Regions from separate parts of the Ovis aries genome. Here region 2 is linked to region 1. A link is a contact called in public Hi-C data. All regions are on one chromosome and are shown on one strand. The core of a region is the stretch at or near the end of the contact, and the rest is flanking DNA. Distances in the headings are between cores, read along the strand shown. Region 1 overlaps MARCHF10 (membrane associated ring-CH-type finger 10). Region 2 holds the start of TANC2 (tetratricopeptide repeat, ankyrin repeat and coiled-coil containing 2).

Region 1 (3,833 bases), core at 328-2,827:
TGCGGACTCTGTCGTGGAGGAGGATGGCATCGTTGCCCTTCCTGCCCGGCTCCCCCAAACCCCTGCCCCAGCACCAGTGACCAGACACACAGACAACACACAACAGACACACACACCACACACACACACCATGTGCTACAGTGCCTGGAACAGTGTGAGGAACAGAGGCCCTGCAGTCTTTCAGGGATCAAATTGGACACAGAGGGTCATGTGATGGGCACAGAGGTAGTGAGAAGCAGTGGAGTCAGAGCGGAAGAGCTGAGGTGGGGTGCTTTCTTTATTCTTGAGAAAGATTCTTATTCTCAATATTTCTTTTCTCATTGGCTGGAGTGAGCACTCCCTATTTGGAAGCACATTCTGACTGGTGAAGGGCAAGGGAACAAGAGTAATCGCCTCCCTCCATCCCTACCTGGACACTCTCAGCTTCTTCCTCCACCACAATGCAGCCGCAGCTCCAAGAGCTGCCCACCTTCTCTCACCTTCCTCTTTCCCCCCAATCTAGTTGCCTTGACTTGTACATTTGGGTTAGGGGGCAGATGCTCTGGCCCAGCCGAGGCTGAAGGCCTTCATGGCTGCTCCTGTCCACACCTGCCCACTCCAGGCTGCTGGAGGCATGATTCCCCTCCCTGGACTTGAACTTGACTGTGGTGACCATTATTCGTGCCAGCCAAGAAGCAGCTGGGGGGGGGGGAGGGGGGCTGTGTGACAATGTGTTAGACCCAGGCACACCCACCCAGGGCCTCTCCCCAGCAGCCCTTACCTCGGTGCCACCTGTGGCATTTTGTGTCCAGCCTCGGTTCCCAGGAGCCCAGGACAGGGTGCCCAGCGGGAAGATTGGCATGAGCCACAGAGGCTGGCATCTTTGTGTCACCTGCTGTGCCCTGATGAGTTGCCTTTTCCCTCCCTGTTTACCTGCATGGGGCTAGGGCGGCGGGTCACAGCCGTGACTCAGCTGCGGCAACCCATCTTCACAGAGCGCTGCCAACCAGGTGAGTCCCGCCAGACTGCCGGGACCAGGGAAGCCATGGCCCCAGGGGGAAGGGCGCCAGGCGTGTGGATCCGCCTTCGGCTGCCCTGGCTCTGGTCCTGATCAGAGCTCGGGCGGGAAGCCAGGCCCCGGCGGCGTCTGAGCAGCGAGCCAAGACGGTCCCTCTGCGCGGGGCTGCCCCGGCCGGCGCCTGGGGTGTGCGCAGGGCTGGGACAGGCGGAGAGGGCCTGGACCCGTTTCCAGCGGGGGAAATCTGAGGCCCCCACATTAGGACTCTACCGGGAGGGGGTGGATCCTAGAGCTAGTCCCAGCTTCCTGAAGAGAGGCGGTTATGACATGGTGCGGGGCTGGGGGCGGGAACCATCTGCCTCGGTGCAACACAGGAGGCAGAGTTCCCTCGGCGGAGGCGCCTTTTTAAGCACCACCCTGGGGGCGCTCTTCTCCCGTCCTCTAGATATGTCACCCAAACCGGGGGCCCCAGGCCTGGAGCCGCGGTGCCCCTTCCGCATCCCCAAGCCGGGGTGTGGAGGGAAGCTCTCCATCCTGCTCCGGGCCGCCCCCCGCGGCAGGGCGGCAGCAGGCCCCGCTGGGCACTAGGGGTCGCCCCTGCCCAGCCAGACGCGCCTGGGCGCGCCCGCCGCTGCAGGTTTCCCCGAACCGGGAAGAGCGCGGGCGCCTCCGGGGCGGGGGCCGGGAGGGGCGCGGCGGGGCGCGGCGCCGAGACCCTGCCCGGAGCCTCGGGCCACCGAGCCTTCCCGGCCGGCGCGCGGCGGGCCCTCTCTGGACCGAGCCGGGGCGCGCGCCCGCACACAAAGGTCTTTCCTAGTCCTCACCGTTCCCTGCCTGCCCTCCCTTCCCGGCGGCCCGAGAGGGAGCAGCTGCTCGGGGTCGGCCCGGGCGACGACGCCGGGGACCGGCCGCCCGCCGAGTGGCCCCGCGACCTTGCGAGGGCGCGAGGGGGCTCTGGGCCCGCACCCGGCTCGGCTGGACCCCCGCGGTGGCGCCCGGGGACTGGGACCCGGCGAGTTCCTTTTGTGAAGGGAGAGCCCGGTAGAGCCCTCCCCACTCTGAAAGTGATCCGCTGGGTTCTCGGGACTGCGTGCCCTGAATAATAGATTGGGTGCTCTAGGGTCGTCATCTGGGCCCCACCCTGTGGAGCTTTGAGCTGGTTCAGCCTCTGCGGGCGGGTCGGTTGCGGGGGGCAGGGTGTGGGTCCCCAAAGCATTACCATGACCACTGACTGTATCAGGGTCACCAGGCGCCCACCCCAGTAGCCTGAATCCGTGTCTCTGGGAGGGGCCCGGGAATCTATATTTTTCTAAGTTCCCCGGGTGATTCTGACGGCAAAGCCTGAGTGGAAATAGCTGTTTTAAACCTTTAAAGGCAGGCAGTTGTGACATTTCTCTCCAGAACAGCCTCTGGGGATGGAACTGTCACTTCTGGCACCTCCTTCCATAGTTCACTGTAACGTTTATCCTCCCAGCTGATGGGATAGTTCTTCCCACATCTGACCACCAGCCTGCCTGCTTTAATTGAGCACGCTTTCTTAAGTCAGGTTTTCTATGGGATAATAAGCCTGCTCTGGAGACAGCTGGCCTGGCTCCTTGACCCTTTCCCAATACTTGTTTTCCTTGTTCAACTTCTGAATCCGGCAGGCCCACTGGCTTGGGCCGAAGAGTGAGAAAATCCAGTAACTCCAATACTAACTTGTGAATGATGGTGGTCCCTTTATGTAATGGCTACACGGCGCCCTTCCGGGGTTTAGAAGAAATCCCAAGAGACTCCTCTAAGTGCTGGATGCTGGAGAATCCCAGTAAAAGGAAAGGAAGGAAACCTGCAGCGGGTCATCCTATGCCTGAGGAAGACTGATCCTCCCTTTGCCCGCCTTTGCTTTCGCTTTCAGCATGAGTTCAAACTCATCTCTTCTGCATCCAGCACACTTGGACTGCCTTGCTGACTGCTGCAGCTAGGGTTTCCCCAGCTTTGTGGGGTTCTTTTTGCCTCTGGGGGCAGGGGGTGGTTGTTACTTCCTTCCATAGGATTAGGTTCAACACAGCCACAGAAAGACAGCAAATTGCCAAACACCCTCAACATGGCAGGACTGATCCCCACACCTACTTTCGTTTTCTTCCGGTCTGGGTTGTGGGTAGTTTCTTGACAACTATGGGAAAGAAGACAATGAAAAATGAACGGTTTTTTCCAAAGCAATTGTGAACAGATGTCTAATCCCCTAGTCGCGGGAATATTCTAGGAATCCCTGACATCACCTTAAAGGGGCAGAGAAGGAGGCGTGGAGGTGCGAGGGCTGTGTTGATGTTCAGCACCTGTGGGGCGTAGGCGCCTCCTAAAGACAGCGTCAGCGATAGCGCAGGTCACCTTCGCCTGTTTGGGGCGTCTAAATTTGGCAGTGTGAACAGACCTGCGACCTCTCAGCAATTGATCTGAGCAGCAGAACCCCATCCTGACGGTCCAGAGTCACATTTCCAGGCAGTGGGGGTGAAAGCCGTGCTAATTGGCCACTTGCCTCACCACTGGCTTTTAAACAATCGGTTGTATTCTCCACCCGGCAGGAAGCAGCAGGCCCATCAAGGCTCTGGGCTCCCTCTTTGTTCTGACTTTATGGCATTTTATGCCACAATGAGAAACACTGTGTACTCCGTGGGAAGCCATTGTGCGAGGCTGCAAGGATGTGGGCTCTGGGGCAGAGGGGCTTGTGCCCTTCCCCCCCAGGGGGAGGAGGGCCTTTGTGACAGGCTGGGGGACAAAACAAGGGGTGCTGGACACTGTTACTGGGGCAACTGCCTGGCCAGTGTAGCCTCTGGGTCCCTCTCCCCAGAAGGCCGGG
Region 2 (3,944 bases), core at 797-3,296, 270 kb after region 1:
TAATCTTCCCAACCATCCTGTGAGGTAACATCACCCATATTAGATGCCTGCGTGCATGCTTAGTCGTGTCCGACTCTTTTTGACCCCATAGACTGTAGCTCGCCAGGCTCCTCTATCCATGGAATTTTCCAGGCAAGAATACTGGAGTGGATTGTCATTTCCTACTCCAGGCCCATATTAGATAGATGAAGAAAAACAAGTCTCAGACTTGCTCAAGGTCACATAGGCTGGGAAATAGTAGGTGACACTGAGATTCAAGACTTCAAGTCAGGTTTCCAGACTTCAATCATGATACTGTTGTAATGCCTCTTTGGTGTATACTATTTTTACAAAACTCTAAAATTTTAGAGATACAGTAAAGCCCACCAATCTTTTTGCACCAACATTAACCCTTGTAATCATTAACTAGATCAAGATAGTGAACATTTCAAGCAACCCAGAAGACTCCCTCTTGCCCCCTACTCAGTCAATTCCGCTGAAGTAATCACCACTCCGCCTCTATCACCATACATAAATAGGTTTTAGTTAGAGCAATCTAACTTTTTGCAGTTATCACCAAAAGATCCCATATACCAATCCTTCATCTTGCCAGTTTAGCTGTAGTATTTAAAGCTGCTCTAGCTCTGACTTTTTAAGAACTCACTGTAGACACTAGCTGTTGCACATGGCTTCATATTTCTTTCATTATTCTGAAATTAATACTAACTTTGAAAAGAAAAAAACACAAAGAAAATCCTGGAGGAAGCAGATTAAAGGACTGTTGCCAAAACTCTCTGGGCTCCCCAGGTGGCTCAATGATAAAGAAACCTCCCGCAATGCAGGAGACACAAAAGGGGCAGGTTCAGATTCCTGGGTCAAGAAGATACCCGACAGGAGGAAATGGCTAGCCACTCCATATTCTTGCCTAGAAAATCAAATGGACAGAGGAGCCTGGTGGGCTATAGTCCATGGGGTCACAAAGAGTTGGACAGGAATGAGCCACCAAACCTCTCTATGGCAGAAACACCACAAACACAATTTGCTTGACTGAAGTTAATTTGGTGCATCAATTTCCAATCCTGGTGTCTCATTAGGAAACAGATGACCAGGAAAAGTCATCTCAGTTCATGGAACAGAAGACTAGCCAGGCAAGACTGGTGATAGCGGTAGCTTTGCATCATTTTACAGCATGCCAACAAATTTATGTCCAGATATCTTCCACAGTTAAATTGCTGTTCTATGAGACAAGAGAGTCAGGAGGAGAAGATCTAGATAGAGTCAAGTGAGGACCTCAAGGAGGCTCTATTGTGGTGGCTTTCCGTGCTTGGCCTACTAGCTGTTCAAACCACATTACTTCTTGTCCAACCTGTCAGTGACAGAACCGGCGTCACTTCACCTCAGGCTCTCAAGCTGCGGCTGGTGAATTGCAGCAATGATTCTAGAAAATAGATCTCTCTTCTCTTTCTCTCCCCTCCATTCGTGGTTTTGCACTTCATTCTGTTTGCTACACCAGTTGACTTCAGACAGCATTTTGAAGCTGTCTACAGACTACAATTGAATATCAGGAAAAGAAGAACTGACAGCTGTAGGACTCAAAGATTCTAGGAGCGACATGTGTATGAGGTGACTTAAGTGGGGGGGGAAATCCAGAGGACCGTTCTGGCCATCAAAGCGGCAGGACAGGCCCAGAAGTGGGCGCACGCGACAGCAGCAGCACCTCGAGAGTGACATCACCGTGGGGGCGGAGCCGAACCATCCCGGGCCTTGTCTGCTATTGAGCTCTCCTCCCCTCTTCCCCACTGAATGCCCACGACCCCGCCAGTCAAAGCCCCCTGAGGAAACAGAAATGCCCGGACCTCACAGAGCGGCAGAACCAGGGCCCAACCGCTCGGCGCAGAGACGGGTTCGGTCTCGGCTCTCTCTCCCCGCCACTCCCCACCCCCAAACGGTGGAGGGGGCGGGGGCGCGCGCGCTCCACCACGCACGCGCCCCCACGCACGCGCTCTCCCTCCGCGCTCGCGCTCCTCCCCACCCCGGCCCGGAGGGGGCGGGGCTGCGGGCGGCCTCGGAGGGTGCGACGCCCCCGGCGCGGCGGCGGCGTTAGCGAGCGGCCGGCTGGGCGCGGGTTGCAGGGCGCGCTGCTCCGGCGGGGCCCGCTTGGCACAGCCGCCTCGTGCGAACCGCCCGCCCGGCGGGGTAAGCTGCGAGCGCTCCGAGCGTCGGACCCGGGGCCACCGGCGCTGCCCTCCCGCCGCCGCCCTCGGTGCCTCCTCTGGGCGGCCCCGCCCCCGTTCCCATCCCCCTCGCGCTCACCTCCCGGCTGTGCCGCGCGCGAGGCGGAGCAAGTCGCCCGCCGCCGCCGCTGCCGCCGCGCTGAGGGGCGAGAGCCTGCACCCGCGCCGCCGCTGACAGGGGGACCGCCGCGGGCTGCGCTCGCCGCCGGGAGGCCCCGCCGCTCCTTTCCCGGACGCAAACCCACCGCGGGCGTCGGAGCGCAGCGAGGTGCTCTGGGATCGCGGGCGGCGCCGGCGGGCGGCGCGGTCCTCACAGGAGACCCCGGGGACTGGGGCTTGACCCGGGGGTGCAGCGAGCCCCCCTCAGAGCGGCAGGTGAGAGACCGCGGGAGCCCGGGAAAGGAAGGTCGCTTCAGTGACAGGGGCGTTCGCCTCCGACGCCCGGGCTCCAGGGAGAGGGGCGGAGGCGAACGGGGAGGCAGCGAAATGGGCAGCGGAGTGCCTCCGGTGTGGAGGGCGTGGGGAAGGTTGGTTGCCAATGTGGCCCTCGGGGTGGCTGCGGATGAGTCCGGGATCGGTCACTTCGGTGTCACCGAAGGTGTCATGGAATTTGGTACCGAGAGAATCTCCGGATGACGGGGACCCAGGAGGAGATGCCAGGCAGATTGCTAAACGTGGCAGGGAAGGTGGTGCAGAACGAGTTGCAAAATGTGCCCCCGGAATGCAGCATAAAAGTAGTTGTGAAATGTGCCAGGTAAGGTACAGGGTGGGTTGGCCTGTATGGCGTTGAAATTCACAGCAGAAGTGTTCTTTAGTGATATCGTTAAATCCTCTGGGAAAGGAGGCGTAGGCTAAGAAGAGATTAATAAGGCTCATGGCTAGATATTTTATCACAGGAAATCGAGAGGAGCTATGATATGCTATTTTTGAGATAGAGTGAGTGCCCACGTGAAAGAAACAAGCAAATTGTGTCTGGTTGTGCGATGGGAAAGAAAAAATAGGGCTAAGATAATTCCGGTTTGCCGTCAGCGTGTAAAGCACTGATACAAATGCAGCCTGTGTTCTATTCCAGGTGTAGGATGTTTAAAATGGTTTTCATCAAACATAAACGAAGATAATTAATATTAGGAAGATTTGGGTGTCTTTCACTGTCTTCTCTCCTCCCCTCCAGGAAAAGAAAAAAGAAAAAAATACAAAAGACACACAAAAAAACCCACCCCACATCTTGACCATGATTCTGAGTTCAAGATCATTAGGCAAAGGGACATTTTTTCATAGGTGCCCCTTTCTTCATTTTTATACAAGTGAAAATTTCTGGAATGAGGGAAACAAAACAATATGGTGAACAAAAGGGATAAATTTTCAGGCATTTTGAGGGTTGGAGCCAAAAGCTATTGCAATGGTTAATTGCGGTGAATGACAGTAGTGAAATATTCTTGATTGTTGGGGTAGCCAAATAGGAAAAAGAAATTGGATACAGTAAAGGTGGCATAAAAAGGAACAACATGGATACTGTCAGTGGAGCGCTTCTTTCAGCCTTTCCCAGGTAGATCATCTCAGGAATGTGAGCACAGAAATATTAAACATTGTCACCCCCCTCCATACATACGTGTGTGTATAAATATAATTACACATACCGCAAAACATTGTGACTTCCATTTAAGAAGAACATCTGTGTTTTGAGAGGATTGTCAGAACATAGCTGGAATTTCAGAAGTAACAAAAGACAGC

What was found. A called contact is a pair of places that touch in the nucleus more often than the background predicts.
Region 2: a Hi-C map of hypothalamus shows a contact between it and region 1, with 5 times the contacts expected there. The contact joins the promoter of TANC2 here to the enhancer-like site in region 1. A contact is called at or near these places in 6 of 16 Hi-C or Micro-C datasets (hypothalamus, muscle, omental adipose tissue and 2 more).

The regions. Positions count from the first base shown.
Region 1 is chr11:46,847,499-46,851,331 of ARS-UI_Ramb_v3.0, forward strand. MARCHF10 (membrane associated ring-CH-type finger 10) reads right to left here. Exons shown (of 11, transcript XM_027974358.3): 10 at 3,107-3,149. Among named protein-coding and RNA genes, the nearest start is that of TRNAG-CCC, 16 kb to the right of the region's middle. Within about 2 kb of position 1,578, at least 35 of the 54 cell types and tissues checked have an H3K27ac peak or open chromatin away from gene starts, as enhancers often do. A contact at or near this core is called in hypothalamus, where this site is marked.
Region 2 is chr11:47,117,870-47,121,813 of ARS-UI_Ramb_v3.0, forward strand. TANC2 (tetratricopeptide repeat, ankyrin repeat and coiled-coil containing 2) reads left to right here and starts at 2,047. Exons shown (of 26, transcript XM_060395761.1): 1 at 2,047-2,588.